2 separate regions of the Gossypium arboreum genome follow, and region 2 is linked to region 1. The links are chromatin contacts, called in public Hi-C maps. All regions are on one chromosome and are shown on one strand. Each heading gives the region's core, a stretch centred on a gene start, on an enhancer-like site or on the middle of the called end of the contact. The rest is flanking DNA. Distances are from core to core; before and after follow the strand shown. Region 1 holds the start of LOC108457384 (receptor-like protein 4). Region 2 holds the start of LOC108455818.

What was found. Hi-C and Micro-C count contacts between places; a contact is called where the count stands out from the background.
Region 2: a contact with region 1 is called in a Hi-C map of leaf, with 3 times the contacts expected there. The contact joins the promoter of LOC108455818 here to the promoter of LOC108457384 in region 1. A contact is called at or near these places in 3 of 5 Hi-C or Micro-C datasets (all in leaf).

What each region holds. Positions count from the first base shown.
Region 1 is chr9:64,293,324-64,298,879 of ASM2569848v2, reverse strand. It overlaps LOC108457384 (receptor-like protein 4), which reads right to left and starts at 3,272. Exons shown (of 9, transcript XM_017756413.2): 1 at 3,051-3,272; 2 at 1,188-2,240; 3 at 865-1,012. The coding sequence starts at 3,123.
Region 2 is chr9:64,426,751-64,432,306 of ASM2569848v2, reverse strand. It overlaps LOC108455818, which reads left to right and starts at 2,029. Exons shown (of 3, transcript XM_017754368.2): 1 at 2,029-2,382; 2 at 3,315-3,491; 3 at 5,186-5,556. The coding sequence starts at 2,371. The coding sequence ends at 5,452.

The sequences.
Region 1 (5,556 bases), core at 2,023-4,522:
CTAGGTTCACAAAGAATGCACTCATTATCCAGGAAACACATGCTATAAGTATACTTGTGCACCACAGCGCCAGTGCATGGCAAGCAGACATTAAATGGAAATTAAGTGGTTTCTTTCCAAAAAGCTTTTAATTTTTCACTAATTAGGATCTTAGGAGTCACAGCTGATGTATAAATGAATAAAGTGCAGAAATTCAGGCCTAAGGGATTAGGGAAAACCAAATCTAAAGAGAAATGTAAGGAAAGCAAATGAATAGAAGCAGCTTCGGCCTTTACTTGCTTCTCATATCTTACAAGCAGTGCTGTTAACAAATACAAACGAAGTGGACAAGGCTCATTAACTAGAAAACTGTGAGTACATATGAGAATCTTTTAGGAACCTCATAGAATTCTTAAGGGATAAGATCCATTATCTAGCAAACAGGAGTAGTCAAGTGGCTGAGAATGCTAAGAGGTAGTTAGGTGCATCTTTTTCCAGGCTTGTGAATAGCACACACTTCTCCATACTTATAATATGACACAAACAAGGTAGAATGATATTGGTTAAAACTTAAGAATGCAACATGTACTGCAGATAGAAAAAAGATGGAAACAGTTTATGATTAACAGCTTCCTTAAAGTGGAAAAAGTTCACTAGTAATATAGATAAAATATCTTAGTAATATCCCTTTGGACATTAATATGCATAGCAGCATAGGAGGCTTTTATCACATCAAAGAACGGTGGAAGAGGCCATAGCAGAGACATCAGTTTCCTCCACATAAATTGTGAAACCAACATGAGAAGATTGAAAAGAACGGATAATATCAGCAGAAACAAAAAACAAAACAAAACTCAATGATAAGACAAAAGATCAAGAAACTACAGGCCGTCAATGAACCACTTTCTGCCAGATTTATCAAAATGACAGTCTGCTCCACTCCATGGATGCTCCTTGGGAACACATGGGTCTCCATTCCACCCAAAACGATTAGGCAGCCCCAATGATTTCTTCAATGACTGCAAAGCCCTAACTAGAACCAGGAATCTTTAACAAGTTAGTAAATGTCTACCACCAATCAGAAAGAATCTTGTTCATGCATAGGCAGTAAAAAACAATTCCCAATACTGGGTCCTCTCATACACAGAATAAATAGTCAGCAGAAGTCATAGAAGCAAAACTATATAAGTAATAGCAGAAAGTAATACCTTCTTCAGGAGAAGTTTTGGATTCAGCAACTATAACTTGAAAGACTTCAATGGCAGTAAGGATAGCATGATTGCCTTTTTTAGGGTGAAGGGTTATTGTCAGAGTCCTCCCACTAAGAGCAACAGTTGTGTTAAGTACAAGTGCAGTATAGCGATCACCACTCATGCCCACAACATCTACATTTTCAAAAAAAGTGTCACCATTTATCAGGACATCAAATACCCTCTTCCCTGCACTGGTGATGGTAGCATCAATTTCTGCAAAGTGTAACCATATTGAATAGTTCTTATTCGGATCCACATCCATCGTATAAGCTAAATCAGGCTTACTATCAGTACTAACAACCGCACTTTGGTAAAGCGCTTCTGGATAGAAATTCGGCACAGTTGAAGCTTTTTTAATGCCACTTTCAGTAGATCTCGGTGCATCAGCATTTTTTCCAAAAGTTCTGATGGGATGCCAAAATCTATCTCCACCCCAATGATCCCCACTATAATCTTCATCAAATTTTGGCTTTGATGTGCCGCAAGTCAGTCTTGAAGTTGTTTTCAGGATTACACCTCTACCCCATCCTGGTCCAAAATAGTACGCTCTTTCATCAATTTGAAGAATTTCAATAGAAATAATTGCTGGATCTCCATGACCGGTACTGTGGAAGCAAATAGATACTGAGCCATCCAAAAGAAACACAAGGGCTTCAGCAAACACCTGTTCATCATTTTTAGACCAACCTGATTTCAGTGAATGAATTATGGTGCCTTCAACAGATACTTCAAATAGAGGTTCATTATCAATCTCATGCTCGACTAATCCAAAGAAGATCCTCACAGAATAGTGCCCCTTTGGTACTCTATTAATTATGTAACAATTTTCTGGTCCTTCAGACAGAGGGAAATAGCGAAGTGTTTTTAGTGGAGGAGTGATATGACTTGGTGCCGTTGCATTAGCTGGAATTCCCCCGGTATATGCAAAATCTTTATACCAACGTGTATAGGTTGGTGGGGTGCGGATATTTTGACGAGCTCCACAGCTTATACGCATAGCATAAGGTGCTGTGGTAAGAAAACATGACCGAGTTAAAAACAAACCAAACAAGAAGAAATTGTTAAATAAGAAAATGAAAAGCAAATGCTCGTTTATCGACAAGCTCTAAGCTACAAATGAAGCAAAATAAACAATATACATATGATAAGCAACTCCACTTAAAGTTTCCATGCTACTCTTTCGTGTTTTCTTGTTTCACAAGACAAAGTTCCATTGTAGTACACTTTCATTTTACCAACTTAAAATTCCAAAACAACAATAGATACTTCTAGAATCCACAACCAATGAATAGATTCTTCATACCTCTCCCCATTAGGCCTTGGAAGAATTGTTATATTTCTTTTTCTTAATAAACTAATTTGTTGCTTAATTCCTTTATTACTTCCACCCGCATGGCATACAAAGAACCAAAAAAAAGAAAACTTAAAAAATTATCCTTCGATCATTTTCCTACATTTTCTCGCATCCAAACAGGTTCGAAACCGAGCAACTGCCTAGATTCTTTGAACCAGACCTATTGACTTAAATTTTCCATATAAAAAAAATTCATATCCACGACCTCACAACTCATTATCATCAACGCGAAACACAAAGTCACAATTCAAAAATAAGCCAATCTAGCAAATCACTGAAGAAAGAAACGAACCGTACACTGAATTATAGAAAATCAAGAGTCATTTCTAACAAGCTCAATCAAAATGCAACTAATCTAACAATTCAAATATTTAGATACCTAACCGAATCTAGAAGCAACCTCAAAAAATTATCCAAATAAAAAAGTTGAAAAAGAAAGACACAGGAGTAGTGTGGAAGCTAACCAGGCCGTGCTGAAGATGAAGAAATAGATGCAAAAAGGAAAACGAGAAGCCATAAGAGAGTAAATCTTAGCATCTTAGCTTAGCTTAAAGCTTTCGAAAATTCTCCCTCTTTGCTTTGTTTTGCTTTGCTTTTTTCTTTATTTTTCTATTGCCTCATTTTCACATTTCTCTCTTATCTTTTTTCTTTCTTATTTTAAAGCTGATTTAGTGAGTAACTCAGTGAGTGTGAGAGTCTTTGGCCGTTTGCAGTGAAATAACAGTCAAGGAAAATTTTAAGGTAAAAATTTAAAGTTAATCCCTGTACTTTGACAAAATTTGAGATTAAATCCCTATGCATAAAAGGTTAAAATTAATTCTTTTTATTTAATAATCTCAATCTAATTACTTAAATCAGAAGTATTTTTATTAGATTGTTTTTAAAATTAAAAATGAGAGGATTGAATTTTAACATATAATATAGAAACCAAATCTCAAATTCTGTACAAATATAGGGGCAAACAACAAATTTTAACCAAAAATTTAACTTTTTATTTCTGTTTTTCGTCAACTCAACTCATGAACGAGATTAGATGCAAAATTCTATAAAATTTAAATATTTACATTTTTTTGTAAAATTTGAAATTCAAAGCTATTATTTATATTAAATTGGAGAATTAGTATTTGAAATTAAAATCGAATTAGTTATTTATTTATACTAATATAAAAACATTTTTAAAAATGTTATAATTAAAATATTTGAATTTAAATATTATCAAAATTCGTAACATTCAAATTTTATTAAAAATAAATGGAATATCTGTATCGTACTATTAATTGTGATTGATGTTGGTACAAGTGAGCTTTGTTAACTGTGATGGACACTTTTTAATCCGACGGCCGTAAAAGGTCATTAGCATCATGTTCTGTCACATGGGCGGTGGAGATTTATTATTGGGGGCCCACTTTTATGTGACTGGTAAATGACATAAGAGGTAGTTGGCAAAGCATCTTTATGAAAAGATATTTAATGATATAATATAATTAATGCATTATTTTATTTTATTTATATATATTAACTGTTTAAATATCGAATTAAGCTTATGTTTATATATTTATGGCTATTTCACGTAAACAAGAGATGCGATTGTGGAAACAGAAGACAAAAGCCACGTGACCAGGCGGAGGGCGCGATAGTTCACGGGATAACTTTGGGAGGAATTAAAAAATCCACTGAATTTACGTAAATGACCTTTTCTTGGTTTTTTTTCAGTTCTCAATTTTTATATTAATTTTGTGTTTTGATTTTTAAAATTTTATTGAAGGAAAATATCTTTTTTTTCGTGGCTCTTCAATATCATTTGATAATTTTAAAAAAATTATAAATATTTCTAAAAGGAATATTTCATTAGAAAAATAATTTCTTGTACACAATTTTAAGTTATTTTATTATTTTAAATTAAAATTATTTACTTTTACATGATAAATTATAGTAATTATTTCATTTGTATTCTAAAACCATAAAATGCGGATTTTTACATGAATATTATAAATATATTAATTAATTACATAATAATATGGCATTCTAATTATTTACTTAAATAATATGAAATGATAATTAAATTGACTGACAATTTGAGTTTTTCAAAGTAATTTTAAATTATCATTATGATGTGACGGAAGTTTTATTTTGTTAGATTAATGTTTTCATCTGTCATCTCGTATTTTAAATCACCATTAGAATTTAAATGAAAAATTAAAAAATTTAAATTATTGTTCAAAAGATAAAATTTTAATTAATAATTTAAAATTTTAATTATTTTAATAAATAATAGTTATTTTAATATTTTAATAAAAGAATTAAAATTTTAGTTGTTGTTGTTGATGATGCAGTCCTAATACCTTGAGACAGTGGAGAAGTAGTTAAATTGGCTTTTGGCCTTTAGTATAGTGCGGAATCTGAGGGAGTGTTGTGTGCCAAAAGTAAGCGCATGGCAACTTCGCCAAGATTTCGGATCAATTGCCTTTATTTATTTTTTCAAAAAATATTTTTATCATTATCATTTTATTAATATGGATAAATAAATAAATAAATAAATATGGATTTTTAATGACAATTCCACAGTGTCTCAAAGGTATGTTTGTAAAAAGCTGACTTCAATCTGTCGGTTCCATGGGATTTGTTATTTATGAAATGGAATAATGAAAAATTTAGTCTTTAATGTTTATAATTTTTGTTAATTTAATTTTTATTTTATTTTGAATTAAACTTGATTATTAATCTTTTAAAAGAGTTAATTTATTTTTATTTAACATAAAACTGACTAAACCATTAATTTTTTAATGATGTTGGTGTGACAACACGTGTGATAGTTTATGTGCACTTTATGATAATATGGATTTATTTGCTCTTATATGTCACATCACAAATAATTTAAATTTTATAAAAATATTCAAAATAAAAATTCAAAAATTATAAAAGTTCATAAAAATTAAAAAAATTAGTATGAAGTAAATGCGAATTTACACA
Region 2 (5,556 bases), core at 780-3,279, 130 kb before region 1:
ATTTACTATTAAAAATTATTTATTTTATTTATTTTTAAAAAAGTTTTTAAGAAATATTTATGAAATTTTTTAAAACTTTATCAAATAATATATAAAAATTATAAAATAAAATCATATTGTCAAAAATAAAACCTCAAAATTCAAAATTAATATAAAAGAATCGAGAATCAAAATGAATTATTATAAATAAATAAATAAAAAACTCATACACTAACCATACATTTAAAATTATTCCATAATATATGGATGTAATAAAAAGTTGATGACAACAAACTAAATGAAAGACAAAGGAAGTTAAGTTAAACCACCTTCTACCTTTTGTTTTGTTTTGTTTTAACTTGGTTGTCATTTACCCTTTGCCATTATTATTAAGGGTTAAAAGTAATATTTTTGTCTCTGTATTTGATAGTTTTTTTTAATTTGATCCTTGAATATTTCTTGATCCGTATTGGTTTCAAAATTAGGCAATTTGTCCTAATTTGATCCCTGGTCTTGAACTACCTGAATTTTTTTTAAAAAAAAATTTATATAAAAATGTATTAAAAAAATACAAAAAGTTATATATTTTTTAAAATTTTGGTAATGATATGGCACAATTTTAAAATGTCATGTCATTATACCTTAATGAAATTCAAATTTAGGGATCAATTTAAAAAAAACTTTTAAGTTTCAAAACTAATATGACCAAAAAAAAAACAGAAACCAATATGAGAAAAACTACCAAATTTAGGGACTAAATATGATTTTATTCCTAATATTAATGTCTGAAAACTCTAGGCTGAGATCTGACTAACGTGAAACTTAAATGACAAAGAAAGAAAAACAAAAGTAGAGGGTGTGAAGTTAATGATTCTAACAACCCCAAACATTGATTGATTTTTAACTTTTTAACCCCAAAATTACTCTTGATTGTTAAGTTTTAATTAATTTTACCTAAAACAAATTAACCTTTCTCCTAAAAAAAATAAACCGAATACAAATCTATGACAAGAATACAACTATAAAAATACGAAAAGTTTAAAAAGAATTAAGACATAAATGCGACAAGGTTGGAAAAAAAACATTTATCATATTTTCGAGTATGTGTAGTTATGTATTCACCATATTTCAACCATATTCAATTTCATTTTTATTTACAAGTTGATTCAAGCTCATGAATAGCATCAATACCATATCATAAAATTTTACTTTAACACGGTTTATAAATGTAAATGGTTAATTTATAATCCTTTAAGAGTGGGTTTGAATGAGCGATGCAATGCATTTAGTTTATTTTTTATTTCACGTTACAGTATTGTTATAATATCTAATCTCACCGTCATCATTATTTTTACACTAACAGCAAAAGGCATCATCAATCAAAACCCATCCTAAGTCTGTCAATTTTTTTTTAGAAAGTTATTTTATTTATATTTAATTATTATTTTTGTTAAAATTTTAAACCTAAACAATTCAACTTTTTTTTAATAATTACATTATGATATTATATATTTTATTTTCATGTTATACAAGTTATATAAATATATAAAATATTGAAAATCAGGCAGAGTCAAATTAAACTTGACTCTTGAATATAAAATTCAAATTTAATTTATATTTTAAATAAACATTTTAAAATATTAAATAATCTTTAAATTTAAACGAATAATAGAAGAAAAGGCTAATTTTTGGTCCCATGTTGGTGTCATGAAGAGGGTCTATTTAAGTTTTCTCCGGTCAGCAATGGCTGCCATTTACTTGTGAAACTAACAGCCCGGACATCAAAAAACAAGGAAATGAATGAATGGGTATACTTGAAATTTTGAGCAAAACCCATTTAAAGTTCAAAGGCTTCATTTACGGTGGTTTTATGGTGTGTTTTTGAAGTGTGAATTCATTTGTCCAATTCCCCTTGTCATTACTCTAAAATTCACCTATAAAATTACATATACGTATATGTATACAGAGGGGTCACTTTATTTCATTAAGTTAAAAATATTATCGAAATTCCTGCATTAAAAATTAATCAAACAGCAAACAAATCCTAACATTAATGGCTGACCGAGTGATGTAAAAAGACTGACCAACAACATCCCATTTTTATTTTTCACATCTTTTGTTTGAAAGGTTAAACCATTGTTGTTAATGGCTTCACCATGGCGATTTATCAGAGCTATAAATTATTCTCTCTCTCATATGATTTTGCAAAGCCGATGAAAAAAAAAAAGCCCTTCTTTTTGGGACCCATTTCTCCCAATCAATCCTTCCTCGTTTAAGGAATAATAATCTCTCAGATGAGTCAAGCCATGGCAGCCATCATTCACCTTCTTTTCCATTAATCAATTTTCTCACCCATTTTTCCTTTTCATTTTCTTCATTGAGTTTCGAATTATGGCAACTGAGGTAATATTCTTTCTGGGTTTTTTTCTCTCTTTATTTTAATTATTATTATTATTATCATGCATTTGAATTTGAATTTTTTTTCATGTTGTTTTGATCTGGAAATTATGATTCGGTTTCTGGGTTTTTTTTTTTTTTTGTTGCTTCAACTTTAACTTTCTTGCTTAATTTTTTCATTGGTTTTCACTGGTATCACTGATCTGTGATTCCACCGACAGTTTTTTTTAAGGACTGAAATGAAATTAGGAAATGAAATGATGGGGTTTTAGAAAATTTGTGTCGGAATTTGAATGTATTGTCCACTTTGAATATTTGCCATAGCGAGAAAGCTTCTTGCATGTGAGAAGTTCTTAGTTTGAATCAAGGGTGACGCACTTTTGGGTAACCTCGAGGTAGCTGTTGAATCTTGATGCGTATAATCTGTACTAAAAGTTAGATGTATTTTATTTCATTTAGTCGAAAATGAGATAAATTAATTTATATATATTAGATTTAATTTTTTATTAAAAACTTTTTCAATTTTTATTGTTAACAAAATAATCAAAAAGTCTTATATGGCATGCGACCTGTACTTTATACTAACATATAATAATTAGTTTTTAATAATAAAATATAAATAAATTTTTAACAGAATAATCAGTTTACTCTTTAATTTAACATATAACCATTAATTTACTCATTTTTAAATAGAAAAATAAAATACAATACAACTTTTAATACAAAAACTTTTATAATATTTTTGCTCTAAGATGACGTCAAAGATGTCTTAAAATCGAAATTAAGCTGTTGAATTTAACATATAATCTTTGATGGAATTACATCATTGAATTTTTAATATAAATTAGATCGATTTCGTTAAATAATTTTAATTTTCAAAATAAAATAAACATTGTGATTTCGTGTCGAGTATTAACCACTGTTATATGTTTTGACAGAATCATAATGAGGAAAATTCGAATGGTTGGCCACTTGGGCTGCAAATAATGAGCATGAGGCTTCGATTACAAGAAAGACTACAACATCAGGCTTCAGCTCCGCCAGTTCAACCATACTATTTGCACATTCCTTCAAGTAGCTTTTCCTCGCTCTCCTCCTCCAACCTCGATACCGAGGTATTTCTGAGAAACCCTATGTTACTCGAAGTCGGTTAAGCTTTCTTTGGATTTAATCATGTTCAAACATGAGTTCAGTAGAAATATATTACGGAAAATGAAGGGTCAGAGTAACATAGGTATCAAATGTTTTCTTAGGGATGGTAATGAAATGAAACGGGAGGGTTCATCCACCTCCATCGTACGTTTGCATGAATGTTGAAAAGGTTAAAATGTAATGTTAGTCCTGTATTTGAGATTTGGTCTTTATACTTTAAAAATTAAAAATTCAATTCTGTAATTTAAAAATTTTAGGCAAGTAATTTTGTTGTAGGTTGCTTTTGTCAAAATTTTTAATTTTAACATATTTAAATTCTTATTAATCATCTGTCAGGTCATGTGAGGACAGCATAATAAAAATTCTAAGTTCAAATTTTGACAAAAAATGCTTACAACTTTAATAACTAGATTGAGATTTTTAAATAAAAAAAAAGTAAGATGACTTAATTTTAAACATTTCAAGTATATAGACTAAATCTCAAATTTTACCAAAGTACAAAGACTAACAATACATTTTGACCATGTTGAAAATATGCACATCTATGAAGGCTAGTTCTCCATTGTTGTGGTTGAAAAGTGTTTTTTAGAAGAAAAAAAATTTAAAAAGTGTAATAGAAAAGCATTGTGAAAAAGTGTGATTTTTTAATTTTTAACGTTCTTCATCATTGTCAAAATTGTGGTTGAAGGTTAAAATGTCCTTTTAGACATGATAGTGTAAAGTTAAAAATAGTTAAATTATATGATATTTAAATAATTTAATATAATAGTACATGAAGTATAACTTTTAAATACTTTTTAAAGGATTTTAAGTAATTAATATAAATTGTTTGTAAAATTAATGTTACATAAAAATATAAATTAATCTAACTTTTCATATATTTTAAATAGTTCATATAAATAACGATATTTTGATAGTTTTCGCTTCCAAATGCAAAAACCAAAAGTACCTATATTCCAACTTTTGCGTTTGAGTGGAAAAGTAATTTTTCACTTCAGTTTTGACCCCAATAGTTAAGTGTTCTTTATTGCTTCTGAGGTGAAAAAGTACTTTTAACTTCTCAAACGTAATAAAAGACAAGTGTTAATCATATCTATAACTGTTACACAGTGTTCCATACCCCACTTCTTTTATTAGGGTGAGTTTGGATGAGCAATTAGGGGCGGTGCGGTACGTTTAGCTTACTTTTTGCCTCACATTATAGTATCTAATCCACCACCAACGCTGTTTTTACACTAAACACACCGTCAATCCAAACCTATCCTTTATGTTTTTTCAATGAAACATTATAAAAAAAAAATTAATATACTATACTTTTTTTAATGTAATATATGATATTAAATGAATTTTAAAGATTCTTATATTTTAGAATTTTGATAATTTTAAAATGTAACCACCTTAATTTTTAAAAAAGTTGTGTAGTACAAATAACTATTTTTGAAAGAAAAAAATATAATACACTTCAAAAGGAACTTCCTTTATCTAAAAGCTAAAATTTTTTATTATTGCCCTTTTATTTTATAAACATTTGTTGAACTACACATGTTTTTGGGATCCTTGGTGTGCTTTAAGTTATAATTCATATATCAACCAAAGCTACTTGTAATTAACGTATTTGCTTGCTAATGTCTTCTTTTCCTTGGATTGGTTGGGTCAGTCTTCGGCATCATTTTTCCAAGACAACAGCGTATCTCTAGGGAAGTTAATCGGATTTAGACAACACGAGAGAGGATCAAAGCATTTTCGTAACGCAATCAACGGTGGAGAGAGTATCCGGATGCCAATAGAAGCTACTTGTCGGGATGTCTCCCGACGGGGACAACAAAGTGCCGATATGAGCCAAGGAATTTGCATTCCTCTTATACTAGCTGCACTTGTAAAGATCAACAAAAGCAAAAGCAAGTCGAAGCCATTGGATGTTTGAGGGTTGAATCCTAGCCATTGATTTTAGTGTTTAAGCTTTTGTTTTTAGTAATTTTTGGTTATGAAGTTATAAATTGATTCATAAATAATTGAACCAAATTTGAA